2 separate regions of the Triticum aestivum genome follow, and region 1 is linked to region 2. Evidence: chromatin contacts called from public Hi-C data. All regions are on one chromosome and are shown on one strand. The core of a region is the stretch at or near the end of the contact, and the rest is flanking DNA. Distances in the headings are between cores, read along the strand shown. Region 1 holds the start of LOC123103047 (cation/calcium exchanger 5). Region 2 holds the start of LOC543200 (stem-specific protein TSJT1).

Region 1 (5,390 bases), core at 374-2,873, 730 kb before region 2:
TTAGGGCCCATGTAGGCCCATTAACCCTCGGGGGGTTCCGGTAACCCCCCGGTACTCTGGTAAAATCCCGATTTCACCCGGAACGATTCCGATATCCAAATATAGGCTTCCAATATATTAATCTTTATGTTTCGACCATTTTGAGACTCCTCGTCATGTCCGTGATCACATCCGGAACTCCGAACAACCTTCGGTACATCAAAACACAAAAACCCTAATTACGATTATCACCGAACTTTAAGCGTGCGGACCCTACGGGTTCGAGAACTATGTAGACATGACCGAGACACGTCTCCGGTCAATAACCAATAGCGAAATCTGGATGCTCATATTGGCTCCTACATATTCTACGAAGATCTTTATCGGTCAAACCGCATAACAACATACGTTGTTCCCTTTGTCATCGGTATGTTACTTTCCCGAGATTCGATCGTCGGTATTCCAATACCTAGTTCAATCTCGTTACCGACAAGTCTCTTTACTCGTTCCGTAATACATCATCTCACAACTAACTCATTAGTTGCAATGCTTGCAAGGCTTATGTGATGTGCATTACCGAGAGGGCCCAGAGATACCTCTCCGACAATCGGAGTGACAAATCCTAATCTCGAAATACGCCAACCCAACAAGTACCTTCGGAGACACCTGTAGAGCACCTTTATAATCACCCAGTTACGTTGTGACGTTTGGTAGCACACAAAGTGTTCCTTCGGTAAACGGGAGTTGCATGATCTCATAGTCATAGGAACATGTATAAATCATGAAGAAAGCAATAGCAACATACTAAACGATCGTGTGCTAAGCTAACGGAATGAGTCATGTCAGTCACATCATTCTCCTAATAATGTGATCCCGTTAATCAAATGACAACTAATGTCTATGGTTAGGAAACATAACCATCTTTGATCAACGAGCTAGTTAAGTAGAGGCATACTAGTGACACTCTGTTTGTCTATATATTCACACATGTATTATGTTTCCGGTTAATATAACTCTAGCATGAATAATAAACATTTATCATGATATAAGGAAATAAATAATAACTTTATTATTGCCTCTAGGGCATATTTCCTTCAAAAGCACCGAAGAGCAATTTTATAGGTGGCGCCTTTTTTTGAGAGAATTTAGAGCATCTCCAACAGACGCGGGCTAGCGCGACGCGCTAAAAAAAGTATACAACCCCGAAATAGCGCTTTTGCGCGCGGGAGGTTTACCAGACGCACAAAACCACAGCGCCCAACCTGGCGGACCCACACGCAGCTGCCCGCGCGCTCAAGCCGGCGCCCCAAATTTGTAGCTACGCTGCCCGCGTGCACTAAATTTGCAGCTTCGTTTTTGTGCGTGCTTTATTTTACAGCTTCTGCTGAAGCGTTATTTTTAATCACGCACGCGCTATATAGAAATCTTTTTCAGCACGCGCCTTATGTAGCGCGTCTGTTGGAGATGCTCTTGGCAGGTGGTGCCTTAAGCGCTAAATAGAAATTGGGCAACAAATTGCATTCTTTGGAGTTTGGACCATATAAACATACAACGGCCCGCCTTGCATATAACCCCATCGTGGGCCAGTCCGCTCGTCCACGCGTGCTGCATTTCCACGTTCTCCGCGGAACGGGACCCACCACCACTAAGTTCGGCATCGGCCACTCCGCCTGCCTTGGTGCTGGTGGTGGGATTCGCCCAACGCGTCGGGCGTCGGCGTCCGTGCCGATCCCACTCACTGTCGGCCATCTCCACCGAAATCCCCCACCTCCCTTCCTTGCGCCAGCCATTACTTCACCACCGCCGCGCGGGAGCATCGGCAGCTAGCGCATGGCATGGCCTCCCTCCCATACACCGCCGCCGCCTGCGCCTCCGTCAGAGCCGACCCCGCCCCGGGACTCCTCAACTACGCAGCCGTCCACTCCTGCCTCCTGCGAGCCGACCGCCGCCTCTCCCTCCCCGTCCTCGCGCTCCTCCTCCTCCTCCACTTCCGCTTCCTCGCCGTGGCCGCGGGGGCCCACTTCTCCCCCGCCGTCTCCCGCCTCGCGTCCCGCCTCCGCCTCTCCCCTTCCATGGCCGCCGTTACGCTCCTCGCGCTCGGAAACGGCGCCCCAGATGCGTTCGCTTCCGCCGCCGCGCTACGCGGCGAGGGCGGGCTGCCCCGGGCCGGGCTGGCTGCCATCCTCTCCGCGGGCGCCTTCGTGTCCGCGTTCGTCGTCGGCGCCGTCTCCCTTATCGCCGCGCCCTTCGCTGTCCCGCCGGCTTCATTCACGCGCGACGTCTTCTTATACCTCGTCGCCGCGTCGGCGCTTTTCTACATCTACCTCAGCGCTGAGATATTCCTGTGGCAGGCCGTCGGGCTCGTGCTCTTCTATGTCTTCTTCGTCGGCTTAGTGTTTTATATGGATTTGGGCGCGGCGGGAAAGGCAGTCAGCTCTGCCGAGCCGGAGATAGCGAATGGCATGAGCCGCGGGGCGATGGACTTGCCAGTCTCAGTGGAGCATCAGAAGCAACGCAAAGCTAGTTTGTGGACGGTGCTCACCAAGGTACTATGAACGAAGCAATAGTTTATTCTTCTATTGAATATGTCCTGAAATTTGAGTAGACTGAGACAGCATTTCAGCAATTCTAGGCAATTGGTCTCTTTGGTAGCAGTGTCTTCGACAAGAAAATACTCATTTAAACTGTTGAATACTTGGTTTGTTTATTTGCAGCTGTTGTCAGTGGGGTGAGTTGACTTTATCCTTTTGATGGATTACCTTAAGCGTTTGTTCTGAACTGAGATTCTCAAGAAGAAAGAATATTAAGCACTTAGAAAAGTATTTAATCTGCTAGTTGGCCAGAAAAGTATTCATATTATAGCATGTACTCCCTCTGTCCCAAAATATAAGAACGTTTTTGACACTATGATAGTATCAAAAACGTTCTTATATTTTGGGACAGAGGGAGTAGTTCACTTGTAGTTTAGGATGTTGCATTCTATTTGATTTTTGTAATATTGATAGGATCAGCAAGTCTAGCACATAATCCCTTGCATGAAAGGTTGCTGAAGTGATAAAAATAAGGATGCTCATCACTTACTCATTTTCTTCACTCTTTCCTGCAGTGACTTAGTTGATTCACTTGTGTATTTTGGAGTGTTGCATTGTACTTATTTTTTTATATATAAAGGCAGTAAGTCTATCATATCCAGTCCATTACATTTGCAAAGTTGGTGAAGTTACCAAAGTAAGCATGATAATCACATACCCACTTTCTTTCACTCTTTCCTGTAGCTGCTTAGTTATTTACTGCTAAGTTCAAAACATTGCGTTCATTACATAAAGAATATACTCCTAAAACTGTACAAATCCAAGCACCTTACCTAGCCATGCACCTGTGGCATGACCAAAGTTAACTTTGCCAATAATGGCTGCAGCTGCAGCGGACGAACTATTCCAACAATCTGTCCTGGCTGTTTGGACATTTCTGATTCATATCTATAGTTGTGAAGGGTAACTGTTGCATGGGCAGATTAGGGTTTTGTTTGGAGCGTAAGATGGGCACTGTGTTAACGTCTTTTCTGTATCTTTTCGTTTGAGAAGACTAGATTTTATTCATTTCAATGAAATCATACACAAGTGAACAGACAGTAAAAGTTAAAGCATATTGGTGAATTATAATCTTCATTTTTCCACTGCAATGAGAGATAACCGAATTTGTTCTATGACCATTGCCTGGGGTTTTCTTAGCCTAGGTAGCGAACACTTTTAACTCTTACCAATCAGTTTGCAACCTAAGATAGCTTTAGCAAGGCTAAATTTTCCTTGCTCAACTGGGCAAAGGATCTGGTTGCATACAGCATGAACTAATTGGATGGTGAACATATGCCATGATGATCGATTAATATCTAAAGAAGATGATAACGGGACCACAAAGTCTAAAATTAATATACGATGGAGAACACTCAGATAGGTGGCAACCACTGAGTTATTCAGTAATACGAGTTTCAGAAGCTATTGTGGCCTATGCTAGAATATATACCTGTATATCTTCATGGAATACCACACTGACACTGGCTTTGTTGTGCTTGGTCAGCCGCTAGCAGAAGAACTTGTTTCTTCTTCTGTCTTAAGTAAGTTCTAGTTAGAACCCATATAACCAAAGGATACATTTTAGCAGTGAAGCCTGCTATATACATAGGAAAGATGATAAAGTGACCAAATATGAGGGACCAGGTGAAAACCTAGTGACGCCTAAATGGTTTGACTTAAAGCTATCAAGTCCTTCTCATACAGGCATCTCATCCCCGTTAATAATTAAGAACATGCGGTTGATGCCATTTTCACATGGAGTAATGGCTAAAGGTTGCATGCGTGTTGCAGCTTTTCTACAATCCAGCTGCACATGTATACTCAACTGTTTAGTAACATGACCACTGGTACAAGTTTCAGTGTATGCTTCCATTTCCTCATTCTTAACATTTGACGCCGCACAGTCTCAAACAGTTTACAATCTTGTACATATTTCAATATCTTAAACATTTTATATGCTTAATTGTGGATAAGCCTTTCATTTGAAATATTTCAGTTCGAACTACTGCAAAGTGCAATGGACTTCCATATTTTGCTATGCAATGACATAGATGCAATATAACTCGATATTTCTCTGTACTGACGTTCTAAAACTAGTTGTTTTGACTTTTAATCTTTAGATGTAAAAAATCATAATATGGTCTAGCACGAGATTAGGAGGAATGCTGCACAATTGTTTTGATGGCTACTCAGATCTGAACCTTCTATATGGAAGAGAGAAAAATAGATATCAAGATTATGACAAGTCTTTGACTTTATATTTGCTTATTCTGCAAGGTCACACTATTGTCTATATCCTTGCCATGTCTACCACGATGTTCTTAAGCTTTACCATGCCATGGGAGACATAGAAACCATATTATAGTTTGTGTTATCGTTCCCTGTAAATCAGATACGAGAGCAGATGAAGATCTTTAACAAAATTCGATATCATTCATCCATTCTAAATGAGATAGTAACTGGGCGAACTCATGTCTTGTTGGTGGTCAATAAGTGCGAGCAATTACGAAATCTATGGCAAGTCTTCTCATTTTAGGGCAGTGTTTAACTTTACTCACTGTCAAGCATCAGCTATGTTTTCTTCTCATAGGAACATGTTTATTTCTTTAGTGAAAATATTTTGCTGTTTGATCATCTGCAGACTTTCTACGTATACTATAGAGCTCATGATTGTACTTGCAACAAGAAATCGATATCTTCTTGTTGCATCTTTGAAGTACTCATTGTAACGACACTTGGTTTCTGGTTCACTTTGAGATTTGAATGGAAGCATAAGCTCCTTTCTTAACCTTGGATTTTCATGATACTGATGGCTATCTACCTGTGGCAGGTAACAAG
Region 2 (5,430 bases), core at 541-3,040:
TCACTAGGGATATAGTGTTTGCCTATGTATTCACACATGTATTAAGGTTTCCGAACAATACAATTCTAGCATGAATAATAAACATTTATCATGAATAAGGAGATATAAAATAACAACTTTATTATTGCGTCTAGGGCATATTTCCTTCAAGTGTAGCCCTATTGCGTATGGGTGTAGTTGCCGGACTTGGTGGGATTTGAGTCTCCCACTTGCCCTTCCTCATAGCCACATCCTCCTCTGCCTCTATCGTGGATGATGTCGAACATCTGTCTCCCCCCTGTCATCGTACGCCTTCATCCCCGCTTAAGGCATAGCATCGAACAACGTGCGGTCACCCATCTACTCCCCACCCATGCCTAGCCGAGCAGCGGCGAAGAATACTCCAAGAAGAGCAGCAACACCGCACTTACGTCGATGATGTAAGGCACTTGCCCGGAGGCGGTTGTTGTGGACTACCTACCAAGCTGGTTGGCGGTGTAGAAGTACGGAGCCTTGTAATGCTTTGGCCATGGCGGTGTCTGTATGGTGGGGGCCACCATCGGACCAGCACGACCCAGGCCGCGACCTCCACCGTGTCCGCAACCGGCATGATCACCGCCACATACGCCACCAACATGCCCTCCGCCGGCATTCTGCTTCTTGAGCACTTCCTCCTTTGCGGTCTTCACTTTGATGCGACGTTTTTGCCACGTTGCCGAGTTGATCTTTCGGGCAAGCGTGATGGTCGGATCCTCCAATGCAACCACCTTTCCGGCAGATTCCCTTCGGTTTCATGGGTCGACGGTGGTTTGGAAGATGAGAGTGGGATAAAAAGGCGGGAATTGGATGGAGAGCAGCGGGATGAAAGAAGAGAGGGAGGCTTTTGGCACAAAAATAATGCGCGCAGCTACAAAGGCGTGGGGCTCCGCTTCTTGGGGTGGGCCAATCGTCTGACGTGTCTCGTCTTCCGACTACTGCAAAGTCCCACGTTTAGTTTTGATTCACGGGAATATCATGGCCCGGACTGCTATGCGGACGGATGAAAGTCAGTGTTGGATGTCTTCCCGAGTTCAGATAGCTACATCCGGACGGATACTATCGATTTGAGGGTCGGCGGTCGAGGTGCGTTTCCGCATGCCAACGAAAACCACGCGCGTCACCCACACGATACCTCACGGCCACGCAACGCGACGGAAGCAAAGGAGGCACCCCCATCGCCCGTCGCCATCCACCCGCGCACGGCTTCATCCGTCACCCCCTCGGCCCCTCCTCACCCGCACCGCACACGCTGGCACACGCCTCCGGGTTTTGGCCGAACCCGCAGATAATGCTCGCCAGGACGAGGTCCCTCCCGTCCGTTTCTTCTCCTCGATGCGGGCTGCCCCGGGGTTGTCCACACGAGAGCGCACCTTTGCTGCAGAAAAAATGATATAAACTTGCAGCCCATCGTTTCTATATTCCCCACGGCAGCACCAAAGTTCCAACTTTGCTTCAGGAAAATCTGCCTTCGTGTCCAATATGTGCACTCTCGTACGCGAACTCGTGCGGGTTAGACGGTAAGACACGATTAGTAGAGCAGTACGTGCCGGCAGAAAGAGGGCGTCGACGCATGACACCTCCATGTGCACGAGATGCGTCCGCAGTAAGCTTAACCAAAAGGAAGTCCGGCCACGGTTTACCGTAAAATTAAATTAAGCACACAAGGAAAGATACGTACGCTGTGTGGGCCCCAGGTGGTTAAGCAAACCAGGGGCCCTGCGCCTGGGTTCTGCCACTCTCCCGGGCCTATATAACCAGCGCCTCCCCCTCCTCCCTTTCACCCGTCCAACTATCCAAGGACTGAGGAAGGCCACAATCAGCAACTGACCCTGTAATACCTTACCTAGCTAGCTAGGTGTAGTTTGCTTGAGCCAAGATGTTGGGGGTGTTCAGCGGCGAGGTGGTGGAGGTGCCGGCGGAGCTGGTGGCGGCCGGGAGCCGGACGCCGTCGCCCAAGACGCGGGCGTCGGAGCTGGTGAAGCGCTTCCTCGCCGGCGCCGAGCCCGCCGTGTCCGTGGAGCTGGGATCGCTGGGCAACCTCGCCTACTCCCACGCCAACCAGTCCCTCCTCCTCCCAAGGTAATAACAATACACCGTCTTTGCGGCTTAATCTACTCGGAGAGAGCAAGCTTCTCTTCCTTGAATACTCGCAGGATCCATGGATTCGAGATCGATTGATCTCTGTGCATGCATATAGATCTTTTATCGAGCGAAACGGACGGTTGATTGATCGTATAGATCGTTTGTTCCACTTTTCCTTAGAAACAGAGCCACTTGCTCTGCTTTTGTTCTGTAGTTAGTGATGAAGCTTCGTGATGGTGAGGTTAGCAGGTAGCCACGGTCCAGGTGCTACGGTACAGTGTCAAAAACGTTACCGCCACATACACCTGCCATGTCTCTCGCATGCTGCGGATGACTTTTAGCGCCCGCCTAGATGATAAGGTGGGCTCTACTAGTCACAATCATATCACACCACCTCACACGGCAGTATGTATTGGTTGTAACAGAGGGAGTAGCTAATAAGCACCGTGGTTTCCGATAATAATTTCCATATGGGACGCGTCTCGTTGTGATATCAATAATCCGACAATTTCCTGTCCTTATTAGAAGGGCGGTGTTGCTTTCCGAAGACTAAAGCAAGCAATAATGCAACCTTCGCAGTCCATTCCATTAGGTGATGGTCCTAGCCGCCAACCTAGTTTCCTAGTTTCCCCTCAAAAAAAACTTAGTTTCCTAGTTTATCGCTTGTAGTGGTATCTCACTGGCCTAGTTCGCGCCTCGTGATCGCGACAGAGAGTTATACGTTGATGAATATTGCTCGCCACAAAAAAATTACTCCCTCCGTCCCATATAAGTGCATTTTTTGACACTATGCTTTTTATATTATGGGATGGAGGGAGTAGTTTCTGGCCGCGTTTGGAATACACAATTTCTTTTTACTCGGATATCACGGATCTTGGGGCAATTGACCCTTTTCTCAACATGAAATTCCTGCCTCCCAGTTGGGGCCCGGGATATTTTTCAGTTTTGTTCATCTACCCTACGTGTAATGGTAGGTGGCAGTGTAAAGAAAAAATCAATCAAAAACAAAAAGACGTCGATTGCTATGTTGGCATAGAAACTGTCACGTATGCAGACGAAAAAACGCCACCACATCTTTGGCAACTTGCAGGTCAACATCGTGCCACCTTCCAAAGGCGTGGTGTCCATTAATTTGACTTGACAACAAACGGGCCTAGTATTCTTCGTTAGGCGGCGAACAAAGGTTCGGCAGGATAGTAATTATCGTTTAATAAGAAAAAAAAGGGCACAAGCCAGTGATCTACTATTGGTAATACTATCGTTGTTGTTGACGTGACGAGCTTATGGATGAATAAACCATCAGACTGTGACAGTGACAACATTTGAGCAAACTTGAATTTAAACGGGTGCTACTAGAGCAAAGATCCTTGTGGTTGTGTTATGCTAGTTAGTAGAGTATTTGTTTTGGTTATTGGTTGAGCCGTTGAGGGAGCAGTAGTGTTTTTGGCAGTCAGTTGCTATTACTAGGAAAATTTCCACAGAAAAAGGAAATTTTCCACCCGGTTTAGATTCCCACAGAGAGCAGAAGAAACAAAGGGAAGCTGGACCCTGTGGCCCATACGGCGGTCTCTTTCGTCTACTCGCTGCTATCATTTGTAGGGCCTGGCTGTCCTTTGATCTTATCTTATCCTGTACTAGGCAGATGCACTAAAGGAGTAGCATCCAAGGAATTTCTACACCTTTCTGAAACAAGTTTTGGGTGTTCTTTGTGTTCTTTGTACTAAGTCGTTGATGCTTTACCTAATTTTGCATTCTCAACGGACATGTGCTTGTGATGAGTTAGACCATCTATTATTAGGAGTATTTTTTGTTTGCAAGAAGAGTTAGACCATCTGCTCCCTGCAAAAATAATTAAATTCAGGATGCTTTTACTCACTGAGAATGGAGCATGTATAGTAGTACTAAAAATTAACAAGCATTTTGTTTGTGGATCCAGGTCTTTCGCTGCAAAGGATGAGATCTTCTGCCTGTTCGAGGGAGTCCTGGACAACTTGGGGCGGCTGAGCCAGCAGTACGGCCTCTCCAAGGGCGGCAACGAGGTGCTCCTCGTGATCGAGGCCTACAAGACGCTGAGGGACAGGGCCCCCTACCCCGCCAGCTTCATGCTCTCCCAGCTCACCGGCAGCTACGCCTTCGTGCTCTTCGACAAGTCCACCTCCTCCCTCCTCGTCGCATCCGTAAGCTCGATCAAGTCTAAATTTCCAGCGGGGAGGTTTATAGTCACCGTGCTTTCTTGCTAATTTTGTTGGTGTTGATCGATCAGGACCCGGAGGGCAAGGTGCCGCTCTTCTGGGGAATCACGGCCGACGGCTGCGTCGCCTTCTCCGACGACATCGACCTGCTGAAAGGATCTTGCGGCAAGTCACTGGCGCCTTTCCCGCAAGGTTGCTTCTACTGGAACGCTCTTGGAGGCCTCAAGTCGTACGAGAATCCCAAGAACAAGGTCACCGCTGTGCCTGCAGATGAGGAGGAAATATGTGGTGCAACCTTCATGGTAAGATGTGGCACTTTGATGATTCTTATTAATGTAGCTTGGAAGGAATAATAGTCACGAGGAAAAGAAGACTTGGGCTAAATTAACCTATCTGAACTTATTCGTTGTGCAGGTGGAAGGATCTACCGTTGTCGCGGCACTTCAGTAGGAGATTCTCCCGTCTCCGTCGCTGGGCAAAGCAGGCAACGCCGTTCGTGTGTAGATGGTGGTGGTGTAATATAATGCAACAAGGCGCGTGTGCTACTCTCTTGTGATCTTATGTGAACTGTTCGGTTGTGTATCTGATCATCTGTATCTCTAGCTGTTCAAATTCTCGCAGTGGATTCAAGACCGGCCGTCTTCAGTTGGATGTAACAATTAATGCAGTAGCAAATAAGCTTTCTTCCTTTCCATCTAAAAAAAGGCTTTCTCGATCTCTGTTGTTATGCCTGTACCATGGGGCTAAGTAAATGTAGGTGCACCTATGGCATCTCTAGTCATCCCTCAAAGCCGGTTAAATGATTAAAAGTTTAACTTTCAGGAGTTAAACCGGACCTAGTCGAACCTTTATCCGGGTTGACCCCTAAAAAATTATACTCATCGCATCAGCCGCTGCTTATTTTGCTCAGCTGCGGCTCATTATCAAAGATGAATCTCCACCTCCCCCGGCATCACATCTCTTCCTAAGTCACATTGCATCGATGTGGGTGCCACCCAAATCAAGCCGGCACCACAACCACCTCGCACCTCCCGTCGCGGCGTCGTCCCCAAAATAGAAATATCGAGTAGATCGAGTAGTCAAAGGTCGCTACGGCGTGCAGCCGACCCGAGGAACCTACCACCGAGGAAGAAGAAGA

What was found. Hi-C and Micro-C count contacts between places; a contact is called where the count stands out from the background.
Region 1: a contact with region 2 is called in a Hi-C map of leaf, with 7 times the contacts expected there. The contact joins the promoter of LOC123103047 here to the promoter of LOC543200 in region 2. A contact is called at or near these places in 2 of 5 Hi-C or Micro-C datasets (both in leaf) and 1 of 1 datasets of contacts at active chromatin or transcription factors (leaf).

The regions. Positions count from the first base shown.
Region 1 is chr5A:302,895,301-302,900,690 of IWGSC CS RefSeq v2.1, reverse strand. It overlaps LOC123103047 (cation/calcium exchanger 5), which reads left to right and starts at 1,623. Exons shown (of 2, transcript XM_044524537.1): 1 at 1,623-2,525; 2 at 5,383-5,390. The coding sequence starts at 1,815.
Region 2 is chr5A:302,161,434-302,166,863 of IWGSC CS RefSeq v2.1, reverse strand. LOC543200 (stem-specific protein TSJT1) reads left to right here and starts at 1,790. Exons shown (of 4, transcript XM_044524536.1): 1 at 1,790-2,097; 2 at 4,037-4,277; 3 at 4,364-4,594; 4 at 4,707-5,007. The coding sequence starts at 1,895. The coding sequence ends at 4,742.